Regions from separate parts of the Mus musculus genome. Here region 1 is linked to region 2. Evidence: chromatin contacts called from public promoter capture Hi-C data. All regions are on one chromosome and are shown on one strand. Each heading gives the region's core, a stretch centred on a gene start, on an enhancer-like site or on the middle of the called end of the contact. The rest is flanking DNA. Distances are from core to core; before and after follow the strand shown. Region 1 overlaps Ctnnd1 (catenin (cadherin associated protein), delta 1). Region 2 has its middle 13 kb from the start of Gm13710.

What was found. Capture Hi-C pulls out chosen DNA fragments and counts their contacts.
Region 1: a contact with region 2 is called in a promoter capture Hi-C map of liver, with 1.7 times the contacts expected there. The contact joins two enhancer-like sites. A contact is called at or near these places in 13 of 484 Hi-C or Micro-C datasets (the G1E-ER4 cell line, the HPC-5 cell line, the HPC-7 cell line and 9 more), 8 of 115 datasets of contacts at active chromatin or transcription factors (bone marrow-derived macrophages, embryonic stem cells, extraembryonic endoderm stem cells and 2 more) and 3 of 9 other capture datasets (adipose tissue, embryonic stem cells and liver).

The regions. Positions count from the first base shown.
Region 1 is chr2:84,607,470-84,614,973 of GRCm38.p6, reverse strand. Ctnnd1 (catenin (cadherin associated protein), delta 1) reads left to right here. Exons shown (of 19, transcript NM_001085450.1): 8 at 969-1,086; 9 at 1,885-2,038; 10 at 2,425-2,442; 11 at 2,882-2,950; 12 at 4,084-4,211; 13 at 4,316-4,466; 14 at 5,252-5,444; 15 at 5,900-6,014; 16 at 6,558-6,645. Among named protein-coding and RNA genes, the nearest start is that of Ctnnd1, 40 kb to the left of the region's middle. Within about 2 kb of position 2,018, at least 3 of the 459 cell types and tissues checked have an H3K27ac peak or open chromatin away from gene starts, as enhancers often do. A contact at or near this core is called in liver, where this site is marked.
Region 2 is chr2:84,516,626-84,524,057 of GRCm38.p6, reverse strand. No RefSeq gene overlaps it. Among named protein-coding and RNA genes, the nearest start is that of Gm13710, 13 kb to the right of the region's middle. RefSeq lists an enhancer at 3,255-6,093. Within about 2 kb of position 4,282, at least 108 of the 459 cell types and tissues checked have an H3K27ac peak or open chromatin away from gene starts, as enhancers often do. A contact at or near this core is called in liver, where this site is marked.

The sequences.
Region 1 (7,504 bases), core at 769-3,268, 93 kb before region 2:
AATGGAACTCGTTGCTAAGGTGCTTCCCTGGGTGCAGTCTCCAGTCCCATACATATATGCATGCACCCCAGTTGGACACTTTTTCTTTTTTTTTTTAAATTAGAAGTTGAGTTTCTGTTTGTTTGTTTGCTTGCCTGCTTCTTTTAATTATGATTATTTTGTGGTACTGAGGACCAAATTCAAGACATTGCATGTTCTAGGCAACCTTTACTCTACCTTGTGTGTACTCGACCTCAGCCTACCTGCCTTTGCTTCTTTCTTGTGTGTACCATGTTTATCGGCTTGTGTGTTTATTCCCTCTTCCTGTTCACTTTTTATTCCTCTTTGATTTTGTTCATCTAATTAGGTAAACGCCTTTTTAGAGCCTCCCACATACAAGCTTCTTACCTAGTTGTGGATTTTTGTGTCTTGGTTCCTGTCATGGTCATCTGTATTTCAAATTAAACACCTTTGTCATTGTCTGTATTTATTTGTGCTGCTATATAACAAATGACTTCTGGCTAGATTTACTGATGTTGGTTCTGCCCTCCCCACAAACCCATTTTTTTTTTTTTTTTTTTTTTGTGGTGCTGGGTATTAAACCCATTGCCTTGTATAATCTTGGGTAAACTATCTGCCACTTAGCCTGAAAGAGGGTGTCAGATCCTCTGGAGCTACAACCTTTGTGTGGGTGCTGAGGGTTGAACCCAAGTCCTTAGAAGAGCATCCAGTGCTAGTGCTCTTGACGCTGCCTGCCTGTTCCAGTTCCTGGTATGCATGTTTTTCAACAGGACTTCACAAGCTTGAGAAAGCTCAGCAGACAGACTTTCAGTCAATTTCCAACTGCAGTACCTTGCTTTTAAGTATCAATTGCCTATTGTACTGAATACAAAAGGTTTTAAGGAAGCTTTCGATGGAAATGAAGAACAATATCTGTGGGGGGCACTTTATGGATTTAAGTCCTCTACTTAATTTTGTGTTTCCCTTAGGAACGTAAGCTCAGAGAGGAGTGAAGCCCGGAGGAAACTTCGGGAATGTGACGGCTTAGTTGATGCCCTCATTTTCATCGTTCAGGCAGAAATTGGGCAGAAGGATTCAGACAGTAAGGTAAGTTAATGAATGACTAAGTGAATTTTGTTCACTAAGGCGCCTGTGGTCCAGACCTACCACCTCAGGCTATCAGGTAATATAAAATATTTATTATGCTACCCCCTCTCCCTAAAATGGGCATTTAGTTTAGACAAAGAGAAGTGTGTGTGTGTGTGTGTGTGTGTGTATGTGTGTGTGTGTGTGTGTGTGTGTGTGTGTGTGTGTGCGTGCAAGTACACAGAGAAGAAGCCAGGAGAACATTTGTTCCTTGTTTGTTACTCAGGCACTTTCCACCTTATTCTTTTTAGACAGGGTCTCACCTTGAATCTGGAGGTTGTGTTCTTTGGCTAGGCTGGCAGCAAGTACTTCAGCAATGCTGTTCCTATAGCACTGGTTTATAGGTGCATTCAAGATCATGCCAGACTTGTTGTGCAGCAAGTGCTGTTAATGACTAAGCCATCCCTTCAGCTCCAAAGATAGTTTTCTTTAGGTGTGTGTGTCCCATATAGAGTTAAGCTGCTTAGTAGTCTTCCACATTATATATTTTCTTAGTAGGGAAAACAGGGGCCTAAGTGTTGGGTCACCAACTAGTTGTAGAAGCCAGTACATGTCTATAATTAGACACCCTGTTAGCATGAAGGAAACAAGAATTTTGAGGATCTTGGGGTACTGACAAGGCAACCTGAGAGAAGATGGATTGAGTTATGCATTTAGGATTGATCTTTTAATACTCAAAACATGGAGACTTGGATTTTCTTGGAAGTCATCATAAGCATTCTCTTTTCCAACTGAACCTTTTTGTTTTATGTCCCTAAGCTTGTGGAGAATTGTGTTTGCCTCCTCCGGAACTTATCATACCAAGTTCATCGTGAAATCCCACAGGCAGAGCGTTACCAGGAGGCCCTTCCTACTGTGGCTAACAGTACTGGGCCACACGCTGCCAGTTGCTTTGGAGCCAAGAAGGGCAAAGGTGAGTTTTGCTTAGTTCCAGTACTTTAATATGGGACAAGAGGAACACTTAGCTTTATAGGGATTTAATAAATAGCGTGGAAGTCTCCCTAGTAGAGTTGTGTCCTTTTGCTCTGTTGCTGCTCCTCCCTTGTTCTACATGCCTTGACGGGTGGTAAGGTGGTGGTGGTGGTGGTGGTGGTGGTGTGTGAGGATGGTGACGATTGTTAGTGTATTGGCATCTGGGGCAGTGAAGGACAAGAACTCAGCTACACCGGGGTCTTCCTCCCTATTCCTCCTCCTTCTCTGCTTTCTTGTGTACTTGCCCATGATCCTGTTGACATCTTTCTCCTGCGTTTTCTTCCTTCATTTCTCTCCTCGCTTTCCACCTTGGTGATGCACTGGAAGATGAGTGGTTCTCCAGAGGTGAGTGCAATCTTTTAAGGCGCTTGTCTCCTAACTTGCATGGTTTGGTTCTTACCTTTCTTAATATCTCTTTGTCTAACCTTCCCCATGGATGCATGTAGGAAAACTTAGTTGAGGGAAAGCATTGGAATAAGTTTAAATCTTCTGGGTTGTGGTTTTACATGTTGTTTCTGGGCAGCAGTCCCTTTTATCAGAACTCAGTTAACAGCCACAGGAGTGGTCATCCTTTTGGACAGTCTACTGCCTGTTTTGGTCTTCCTTGTTTCTGCATCATCCTGTTGGGACAGTTATGTGTGGGGTTTCTCTTCTTTTGCCTCTTTTGATGCTGCATCTCTGATCTGAAGATTCTGACTGAAGGATGAAAAACTGCCAGGTCGAATCTTTCCTTTTTTAAAAAATTATTTCCCCTGTTCTCTCCACCCTTTCTCCATTTTCATAGGGAAAAAGCCTACAGAGGATCCAGCAAATGATACAGTGGATTTCCCTAAAAGAACTAGTCCTGCTCGAGGTAAGCTACCCTCCTTATTCTCCAGAGACTTTGGATATGGTAACATGTTCTGTGCGCTATGTTAACATTTCTCTCTGACTTAATGGATTTGAGGTTACAGTGAAAGTGTTGGGAAAAGTCACAGTATTTAGTCTAGAGCCAAAACTAGGCTGAGTATAATGGTGCATGCCTGTAGCCTTAGTACTGCAGGCAGGAGGATTGCTGCCAGTTCAAAGCCTTGTGGAGGTACAGAGGGAGAGCATGCCTCAAAAAAAAAAAAAAAAAAAAAAAAAAGAAAAGAAAAGAAAAGAAAAGAAAAGAAAAGAGAGAGACTTAGCTTTCTGAATGGCCACTGCAGCTTTTTGGACCTTGAGCCTGACTGTTAGAAGACATGTCTTTATCAGGCTTTAGATGTTTGGACCCAGGATATTAATGAATATAAACTTGCTGGCTTCCTATAAATATAAAAGTTGTTAATTAAATTATGTTAAATCTCGGGCTGTCTATCATTTAGTTACATTCATGATGGGGAGAATGACCGGGTTAAATTAGAAATACTTTGTTTTACATGTTGAATCATTAAGCCTGGCTGCTTATGGTACAAACAAGTCTAAAGTTAGCTATGAGGTACAAGTCAAGGAGAGGGGAATTGAATGCGACTAAGTTAATGTCTGTTCTCTTTTTACCATGGATTAGTTGCTGTTTGTTTGTTTTTGAGACAGGGCCACACTGTGACCCTGGTTGTCCTGGAATTCTGTCTGTAGACCAGGCTGGCTTCAAACTCACAGAGCCGCCTGCCTCTGCCTCAAAAGTACTGGGATTGAAAGTGTATGACACTGCTTTGGGCTAGAGTAGTTATTCTTAAAGCATGGGATCAGCTGGGTATGGTGGTACAGGCTTGTAGTCCTTACTCAGAGATTAAGACAGGAGGATTGATGTGAATTTGAAGCCAGTCTGCTTGACATTGCAAGACCGTGTCTTAAAAGACAAAACAAAAACCTAAGAAAAAAGAGACATGAAATCAAGGCTCTGAATGTGCTTATGATTTAATAGGGGAATTGAGGTGCCTAGTGATGCAGGAGCAGCAGTGCAGGCAGCCGAGCTTGGTTTGTAGGCATTGATTAGTGCTTTCTGTCTTGCCCTTTCTTGTGCAGGCTATGAACTCTTATTTCAGCCAGAAGTGGTGCGAATATACATTTCACTCCTTAAGGAGAGCAAGACGCCTGCCATCTTAGAAGCCTCGGCCGGAGCTATCCAGAACTTGTGTGCTGGGCGTTGGACAGTGAGTACCTCTAAGAAAATGGATTTGGGGATAGGGGTGTAGATAAGTAGTTTGCTACCATCGGTAACTTTTTCACCGCTTGCAATGTGCTTCCTATCTCCTAGTATGGCAGATACATCCGCTCTGCTCTTCGTCAGGAGAAGGCTCTCTCTGCCATAGCTGAGCTCCTTACGAGTGAGCATGAGCGAGTAGTAAAAGCTGCTTCTGGGGCACTGAGAAATCTGGCTGTGGATGCTCGGAACAAAGAGTTAATTGGTAAGGATCTGAACCAGTGCCTAGCACAGTGTCTGGATTCCACTAAATGTTTACTCATTTGTTGACATCACTGAAGAGAAGGATACTATAGTCTTCCATAGTTTATGTTTCTTAGTGTTGAAGGTTCACGGTTTAGTGCACCTTAAAAAAAGCAAGAAGTGATGATTCTTCTAGAACATTATAACCACTATTATTTGTTGACTATCTGCTTTCTCTATCTATAGGCATTGTTAAGAACTTTTTTTTTTTTTTTCATTTGCCCAGAATTAAACTAGTAACTTAGTGGCAGAGTCCAAGTTACTGATTTTTTAAAAAATTCATAAAGAATGTTATGCCTCACTGGGCAGTGGTAGGACACACCCTTAATCCCAGCAGTTGGGAGGCAGAGGCAGGCGGATTTCTGAGTTCGAGGCCAGCCTGGTCTACAGAGTGAGTTCCAGGACAGCCAGGGCTATACAGAGAAACCCTGTCTCAAAAAAATAAAATTAAAAAAAAAATTGCTATGTCTCATAGATTATCATAAGATTATACTGAACATACTGTTTTCACTAGTGTGTCTGAAGAGACCAGATAGTATATTTAATATCCAGCATTGCATTGTCTCTGTTCACTTGAGGAAATAGATGAAGGGCAGTGAGTTTATGGCTGTTTCATGTTCTTTGCGCCTTTGAGATAATCTCATGTGATAATGGAGTTGGTTTGTATGGCTAGAACTTACACTTGGCCTGATTCCTGCTATCACTGTACTGTGAGCCACCTCCTGACCTTTTCTTTTACTGCTGTAGGCAAGCATGCTATTCCTAACTTGGTAAAGAATCTGCCAGGAGGTCAACAGAACTCCTCCTGGAATTTTTCTGAAGATACTGTGGTCTCCATATTGAACACCATCAACGAAGTTATCGCTGAGAACTTAGAAGCTGCCAAAAAGCTTCGAGAGACGCAGGGTATTGAGAAGCTGGTGTTGATCAACAAATCAGGGTGAGCTTTTACTTAATCACAGCCAAAAGAATTTGAGTATGAAAGAAGAAAGTTTTTAGAAAAGAATTTTCCTCTTCCATTCTGTGAGATTACAGCCCCTTCCTGTGACATATGGAGAGGTGTTGATCTATTTTCATTCTTAATGTTTGTCTATAAATTGGCATGGATTGTTATATCAAACTACTTATGTCAGTGTTTCCGACAGTATAGGATTTGGTGAAATTTGACTTCCATGATTACATTTTTATATCCTTGTGCTGTTACAGCAGTAGTTTTCACATGTGGGTTTCAAGTTATGAAGTAGCAATAAATATAAATTTATGTTTCGGGTCACCATAGCGTGAGGAACTATATGTAGCATTAGGAAGGTTGAGAACCACTTTGTTAGAGAGTATAGGTTCTAAAATTCCCTGTTCTGAAAACTAAACTTTGTATGGCGTTACTTTCCTTCACAGGAATCGTTCAGAAAAAGAAGTCCGGGCAGCAGCTCTTGTCCTGCAGACAATCTGGGGCTATAAGGAGCTTCGGAAGCCACTGGAAAAAGAAGGATGGAAGAAATCAGACTTCCAGGTGCAACAACTCTTGACGGAAACTTTGACTTTTCTTCTCTTTTACTCCTCTGTCTTCTGTTTCTTCTAAGTCCAAGTCTTTTCCAAGATAGTAAAGACACTACTTTTTAGTACAGTGGTGCTCACAGTTTATTTTTGCTGAAGTAGTTCTACTCTCTCAATGTTGAACATACAGTAAGTAGATGGTGCTGGTAGTAAATAGTGATAATATATGGCCACTGTGAGCTTGCTTCCTATCTTCTCAGATCCTTCCATGTACTTACCATTCTCTGATCCTTATACCTCTGTCTCCCACTAGCATTATAGATATGTGCTACTGCCTAGACTCAGACTCTTTCTGAGGAGTTATCGCTGTCAATAGGCACCTAGCATCTAAACCCTTTAGGAAGAATGTGTGAGTGAGGGCTTGGGTAGTGAACGTGGAGAAGGAAACCCATGCTGTTTAAGGGCTTCTGAAGCAGGAGGTGCATGGTTAGGAGGAGGGGCCAGGAAGAAGTGGGCATCTTCAGGTTTCTATGACACTGGGTTTTATGTTTGTCTCCAGGTGAATCTAAACAATGCATCTAGAAGCCAGAGCAGCCATTCATATGATGATAGCACTCTCCCCCTCATTGACCGGAATCAAAAATCAGGTATTGTTGCCAAGCGGTGCAGCCTTCTCTGTTTAGTGCTCCTGGAATTCTTTAATGGCTTACTAACTAAGAATAGGACATGCATTTATTCTAAATAAGCTGGACACAGAGTAGGGGAATAATGTTTTACATCATAGTTATAATGTGTAAGAGAATAGGTTTGAATTTAGGAATCTAACAAAGCAGTAAGGGGTGTGGTGGTGCACACTTGTAATCCCAGCTAGCACTCTGAATTGGGGAAGGAGGATCAGTAGTAAGGCAAGGCCAGCATTGGCTACACGACACCCTGGCTCAAGGGAAAACAAAACCAAAATCAAGACAGTTAGTAACCTGAGTGCAGCTCCTTTAATTTGCCTGTGAGCTTCAAGTTCCTGGAGAGTGAATCAGTTTTCTGTTTAATCTCTTCCTCTCTTAAATTTCCATTCTAATGACTAATGTGCCTGGCTAATTATTAGTGCTTTTCTAGTTGGAAAAAATAAAAACCATTGACAACCATAAAGTCCATTATTTCTAGTCCCAAGAAAACAACCCACTGCTATACTGTGTGTGTGTGATTGTGTTTGTGTTCGTGTGGTACTGGGGCTTGAACCCAGGCTTTCTAGGCAAGTTTTCTGTGTCCCTGAGGGAGAGCTTTTTAAACTGCTTTATCATGGATGAATTACATATTTAGTATTATATATTTTTTTCTATTTCACTAAAAGTATATACTGTAACCTTTCTTATCTTAAGATAAGGCTTTTGGCTTTTGATTCCACCCATGGCTTTTGGAGCGTGGTGTGAGGGCCCCAAGATTCTTAGACTTATGTGCCAAAGGCATAGCAGCAGTGCTTGCTGCTGGCGGCCCAACATAGATGAGGTG
Region 2 (7,432 bases), core at 3,033-5,532:
CAGAGAGGAAGAGGATGCTCAAAGCTCATTGTATACATATGTGGAAATGTCCTAATATGACTCTTCTGCGTTGGTAACAAAAAGATCGAAAAGTATGAAAAAAAATCAGCTGTTATTTAGGTAAAATTGTAGGTGAGAATCTGGTTAGTGTTCTAGGCTTACTTGGCCAGAAAGTAAAGAAAAAAGAAAAAGATTCCCTCGGTCCCACCTTAGCAGGTCCCCCAGAAGATCACATCAAAGATAAGCACCGTTTTAAAAATATCATCCTTGTTTGGCAGAGTGAGACAGTTTGCAAGTTGGCATTTTCCTGATTGACCTTGGATATGTTTTCATTTGGAAATCCCCCCTCAAACAACAAACTGTTAGCTCAGCGTCACTACCTTCCCAAGGTCAAAGTCATCCTGGGGCCTGTAATCTGAGATTAATGTAGCTAGCACAGAGGCCAGGGCCTAAGGAAGGAACAGGAAGCAAGGATACAGAGTTCGCCATGGGGCAAGTACTGGGTTGAAGTTGAGGCAGAGAATTCTGGGCCTTCAGAACAAAGGCTAGTGAGTCCTTTTAGCTTGTGCTTCTTATGGCAGGCAGATTTCTGAGTTCGAGGTCAGCCTGGTCTACAAAGTGAGTTCCAGGACAGCCAGGACTACACAGAGAAACCCTGTCTCAAAAACACCAAAAAAAAAAAAAAAAAAAAAAAAAAAAAGAAAAAAAATGCACTTCTCTTTAGGTTTCTTGACCTAAAGAGGGGTTTGCTTCCTGTTTTTTGGTTGGCTGGTCTTCTGTGTCTCTGTGGCCTGTGGAGAATTTATTATCAAAAGGAAAAGTCTTTGCTAAGGAAATTGTCTTGTTATATTGAAAAAAAAATAGCCTAAGTGCTAAATTCTTGCATCTGGGTAGAATGTCGAGGGAGTGATGGTTAGAGGTTTCCTGGAATCTGGGATGTTTTTATTGTTGAGAATAATTACCCCAAATCTGTAAATGAGGCCAGGAGATACCTGGGTCACCCTAGAGCATTGATGGACGTGTTTGCCTTTCTCATTTTGACGTTTATCAGGGATGGAGCAGTTAGACTCCGAAGTTTTGTCTGAGAGGTTCAGTTCAGCCATGCTATTCAGTCCAAACTGCTTACATTTCGTTTTAAACTTGAGCCATAACTCACGACTGTCAAGCTTTGCTTCTTCTTACTTTTCCACTTACAGTGTCTACATGCTTAGCTCCCTGCTTTTGCTTCAAGAGATTTATAATCTGAAGCAGTCCAGGGTTCCCAAATGAATCCATACCTGGCTCCTGTCTTCTGTGCTCTCTGTTTGAACTCTTCTTCCTTTGTTTTCCATCGGGCCTTAGCCCTGTACATTTCACAACTTCAGAGAATTCCAGGTGTACTGCTTGCCTTGCTAACTTCACCTCCTGGGATACACTGATGATACAATGGAGAGTTGTCATTATGACTGGCTTTCGATGCTTCTTTGTGTGGCAGCCTTCTTCCTCAAAGTGGTTGCTCCTGACTCTATGTCCTGGCATCTGCAGTGTCTTCTTTTCTTTCTCTCTGTGAATTGCTCTGGCTTAGCTCCATCTCTTTCTATCTAGTCACAGACATCCGAGTCATGTCAAAGTGGTCTGGAGATGTGATAGCTCTTTGTTTTCTGTGTCTCAAGAATCAGAATGAAGTCAGGCAGTGGTGGCACACATCTTCAATACTGGCACTTGGGAGGCAGAGGCAAGAGGATATGATATGAGTCCAGACCATTCCTGCTCTGCAGAGTGAGTTTCAGGACAGCCAGGGGGACACAGAGGAAGTTTGTCTTAAAAAACAAAGACAAATGAGAATCAAAATGAAAGTCTTTCTGTCAGAGAGTTATGGTTGTTTGCATTACGTGAGAACAACTCTCCTAGTCAGGCATGGTGGCGCAGGCTTTGTAAATCAAGAGTTCAAGATAGTTCTCCACTACATGAGACCCAGTCTCTACCAGCCAACCTACCAAGAAAGCCTCCTAGAAATTAAGAGAAACCAAGTATGTAGTCAAAGAGCTTAGGACAAAGGAAGTAGAGAATGTGTGATGAATATTCATAGGAAGGCAGGAATCGACCGTGCTCTTCTGAGGTACACGATGGGTTATGTCTACACAAATACTCAGCATCCCATGGCATCTTGCAGAGACGTTCTTAGGTTCACGGGCCATCATCTAAGTTGTTCATATAGAATGCGTGGCTGCTCACAACGCTCTGGTAAGCAGGTGTTTCTGGTCAGACACATTCGTCCTATCTTCTGTGACTCTCTGATGGAGTAGCTGTTGGCTCAGGTAGAAAAGATGAGAAAGTAGAAAAGATGTGTGTGTGTGTGTGTGTGTGTGTGAGAGAGAGAGAGAGAGAGAGAGAGAGAGAGAGAGAATATAGTACAGAGTTAAAGCTCATTTTCCCACCTACATTGTTGTCTAGATTTGTCTCTTCCTCTTTCTTTCCTGTTATCCACTTGATAAGCATTTTTGATTTGGGCATTGCAATTTGACCCACAATCCTTTCTTCTCCCTGATGACACACAAGGAGCCCAATTTGTACCAATTTGTCCATCTAATATGCAGCATCGTGCCTTATCCCAGCTGTTGCTTTTTGTGGGAAACCTAGGGTGAGGCATCTGGGTTCCTAAGTCATTTGGAACTGATTTTTCTCCTCATCCACTGTGTTCCCTAAGCCTTAGCCCAAGAATTGTCTGTTCTGTCTTTAATGTCACCCTTTTGTTGTGGCTGCCCAGGTATGCTCTCTGGCTGGATTCCACTTCCCTGTTTCCACCCAATTCTGGCCTAGTGCTCAGAATATCAACCTCTCACACTCTTCTTCCTCCGATCCCTGGCTGTTACAGGATACTTGAACCTGTTTCTAGTTAGGGTGTGGCTCAGCCCTTAGCACTTACCTTTGATCCCAAACAATGAAAGTCAAGCTAGTTTGTAGAAGGAAGCACCCATGTTTGAAAGTGAATCAGAGAAAGATCTGACAGAATGCGGAGGTAGGTCCGACTTTCACGAGACAGGAAGCTACTTAAGGGAGAGACAGTAGAGGAAGAAGAGAGTACAGTGAAGGAATACAGTAGAGTTGGTGGAGAGCAGTAGCGTTGAGAGAGGAGTGGCGCAGTACAGAGAGGGAGGAGGAGGCGGATTTGCAGGGTAGAGTTTTACAGAGAACAAGCTAGGCACAGGTAAAGACAGAATGAACCAGAGAATGAGAAGGAGACAGATGATGAGAAAAGTTAGTTTGAGGCAATTCAAAGGCCAAGAGAGAAGCCAGTTTAAATCAGTCAGCTGGGAGGGGAGTTTGAGCCAGAACAGCTGAGTTGAACCAGCCAGCCAGAGTTCAGAAAGAACCAGAAAGGGGAACCTTACTCTGCAGCAAGTCTCAGAGGCTGAAACCATTCTAGGCCTAGATTAGCAGATGGAGGCAGTAAGCCTCCCAGACAACAGCTATAACAGGGGAATAAAAGTTAAGTTGCTTTTACACCTAGGTTTTCTTGGGTTTCTTAGGGCAAGAGGTGAAGGAGTTGGCAGGGCCAATAGGAACAAGTGACTTGGAGCTGAAGAGAGAACTCAGCAAGTAAGAGCCCTTGCTGCTCTTGCAAGAGGTCCCAAGTTTGGTTCCCAACATCCACATGGTAGTTCAGGACTGTCTATATAGACAGTTCCAGGGGACCCTCTACTGGTCTCTGCAGGCACCAGGCACAGTCACAGTGAGCATGTACGCATGAAAGGCAAACACTCACAAACATTAAACAAAATAAAGCAAAAAAGAACTGACGACCCCAAGAAGAAAAGGGAGGAGACCAGCCCCTCTTTAGTTTTCTACCTCATGAGGAATTATTGTGTAAAAACAAAGGCTTGCCAGGAGGGAGATTTGTTTGTGTGAAGAAATGCCTTTGGGATCTGGGGTGGAGGCCTGGCATAGAAAGATCGGCAGCGCACTTAGAGAAGACAGAGGGTACACCATGGACATAGCCATGAACGCGTTCTGAAGGCCTGGCATCCCCACCTGTGCTGTGACATCACACGCTTCTTCCCTAGTGACCCCATTCACTGCCACATTATACAGTCCAATTGTGAGCCGTGTGCGGGTGTTTATCTTTATTGTCGCCCTGGCTGGCCTTGGAACCACTCCCATTTCCTTCTCTCCTCATACGTAGTAGGAAAGGCATACAAGGCACATGCCAAACCATGAACAAAGGTTAACCTGGCACAGTGGAATACGTTAAGCTTTTCCCCTTTCATCCTTGTTTGGTGTGTCTCAATTCTTTTCAACGGTCAGGTACGTACTCTGCCAAGTTTCCACTCCACTCTCTCAAGAACCTAAGAGTCCAGACTGACCTGCCTATCTGACGTGAGGGAGACAAGGTGACTACTGAAACCGTGGAGCAAACACTGGCCTATTCCAGACAAATCCCGGAAACAGTTTCCCGAGTGTAAACAGAAGCAAAGCCTGTGGAATGCAGGCTGAGAGGGAAAGTAGATCTCTGTATTTATTTTGGGGGCAGTCTCTAAAGGGGAAAGGCATGCCTGTAGATTTGACTTTCCCAGAGGTTCAAACCAGCACAAAGTTACCCACAGGGAAAGATGCGGCAGCAAAGGAGTGCTGTGACTGCCGGGGCCGTGGGGAAGAGCAGGGTCTGGAGATGATTAAAGCCAGAATCTCCAGAGAGGAGATTCATTCTAGGTGATGAATCGGAGAATTGATTGTCTTTTCTTATTGAAGGCTACACTAATCAGGAAGAGTGGATCTGTCTGGAGAGGGAACTGTAGTGGAAACAACGTAAAACACGGGGCTCTAGGATCATAGATATAGGCTGTCTCAAAGACAATTAGACCTTTCAGCTGAAGGAATGAGACATACTACACCAAGCTTAGAGTCATCTTAAATGGGTGTGTGAGTTCCGAACTAGTTTTGGTATTCAAGTTTGGTTATTTGTACAAAGGATGAATTTACCTTTCAATAGGCTGTTGTCTTCCCTTGGTATCCGCTAGCCAACTGGGACTTCATTTATTTCTAAAACAGTACAAGGCTCTTTTGGTTTCACCTACAAAAGTGAATGGGCCTCTGTATTTCAAGGTTGCACATTTTCTGTTCTCTTTAAGCAGAGATAAGGACTCCGGGGCTGCGGAATACAATAGGCTATTCTTGTAACTCAGCAGAGCCGGGCACTGTGAGTAATCTCTGCTCTTGACCCTACACCCACCTTGAAGCAGAAACTTGTATCACATCCCCCAAAACAAATCCATTGTAAGAAAGGAATAATGAGTAATGACAACTTTACTGACTGTTTCTTGGGGAGACAGAAAAGATCTCTGTATCCTGTGGAGGTAGTTTTGATTTATAACAAAGCATAATAAAAAATTTCATGAGACATTCATGCTCTTTTTTCTCCTAAGGAGAAAGGTTTCACATTCTTTTCTAGCTTTCTTCTTATTTTGGTATTCATAAGCAAAACATGATGTAATCTTTTAAAAATCTCTCATCCTCCCATCTATCCCTCTGCCTGGCCATTGACAGGCTTTGCCTTTAAGAGGACGGTGAGGTCTAGTGTTTGGGAGAAGAATCAAGAAATTACTAATTCACTTAAAATCTGCTAATAACTCATGATGAGTGGAAACAAGCAATGCCCCACTCCTTGTGGCATTCCCTGATCTTGTCAATATTGGGTTTCCTTTGGACATGGGAACTTTGACTTATACAATATTTTTAATTTATTCTTTGGTAATTTTAAGGGTAATCAATGTATTTTGGCCATATTAGTCTTCCAGTTTCCCCTCCATCTATGGATCTATGGATCCATCCATCCATCTATCCATCATCCATCATTTCATTAAGTGTTATTGAACATTCACTTTATTCAAGGGAAGGCTAAAAACAGTGATAAACAGAACTGATGAAATTCATGTGCACTTGTGTTAAAGGAACAGAGCGGCTATAACTATATAAGAGTATCTAATGGTGGTAAATTCTTTGAAAGCAATTCTGATATTTGGTGAATAACAAAGGCCTTCTTAGTGATGTGACATTTGCTGACTTAAACTTTCAGGCCTCATAAAACAAAATTATAATTGACATCTCCCCAACCTTTCAAATTTGGAATTTTGGAGTCAGCATACTAAAATACATTGTTCAACTCCTATGAGAGATACAAAGGAATCAAACGCAAGATGGTCAGATTTCTTCTATAAAGGGACAGACAATATGATTGCTGGCTTTGTAGGCTTTGAGGGCTCTGTCTGCTGCTTATTACACAGAAAAGGAACACTTTCTGTGTTCATATATATCTTCACAAAAACGGGGGAGCCTGTTCTGCACCTATTAGCTGCAGTTTCCCGACCTTTGAACTAGGTTGAGCTTTAAATTTCTTCAAATTGATATCATCAGCTCTTTTCTTCCATGAGCAGAGCTTCTTTCTGTAAATAATCCTTTTCTTGATCATTATTTTTTCTTAAGATAATTCAAATTACAGTAGTCTAATCTGGAAAATTTATACAGGCTATGTGATGGTAAATTTTGATTTTCAGATTGGCACAGTATTGAATAACCTGAATGGATGTCAATGAGAGACTATTCAGATGAGCTTGCCTATAAGGGCAAGCGTATGGGGGATTATCTTGACTAGTTGAGGATTTATCTGCTGTGAATAACGCTATTCCTGATTATGAATGTGATATGACTACCTGTTTTCCCCTCAATGATGAACTCTAACCTGGAATATTGAGTTAAAACAAATCTTTTCTCCCCTAAATTGCCTTTGTTAGAGTGTTTTTATCATAGCAGCATGAAGTGAAACTGTAGTATTTTGAGTGTGAATGGTCCCCATAGGTTTATATATTTGAACACTTGGTCCCCAGTAGGAGGTATGTCCGTGAGGATAGGCTTTGAGGTTTCAAAAGTCCATGTATTACCAGTTAGCTCTCTCTCTCTCTCTCCCCCTATTCTCTCCCTGTCTTTCTCTCTCTCTCCTTTCCTCCCTTCCTCCCCCCCTCCCTGCCTCTCCTTATGAACAGGGACATAAGCTCTCAGCTACTGCTCCAGTACTTGCCAGCTCCATCTCCAGTGCTGCCATGCTTCCCACCACGATGGTCGTGGACTCACCTTCTGAAACTGTAAGCCACAATAAACTAATTCTTCTATAAGTTAGTTGCCTTGCTCATGATGCTCTGTTAGGTAACTAAAATAGAAACTATGATGTGCTATGAAAGACATGACCTTGTGGCTTTTAAACCATTAGAGCTGTTTTGTGACTGGAATGTGGAAGGGTTTGGGACTTTGAGTTAGGAAAACTCCTGAGTGCTGGAAGAAAAGCTTAAAATAAGCCATTCTGGTGGGAATTTGGAAGTCAAAACCATGCTGAGAGAAATTCAGGCAGTGGGGGCCATGCAGCATATGAGATTTCACAGGGAAACATGGGACTCTACCAGGA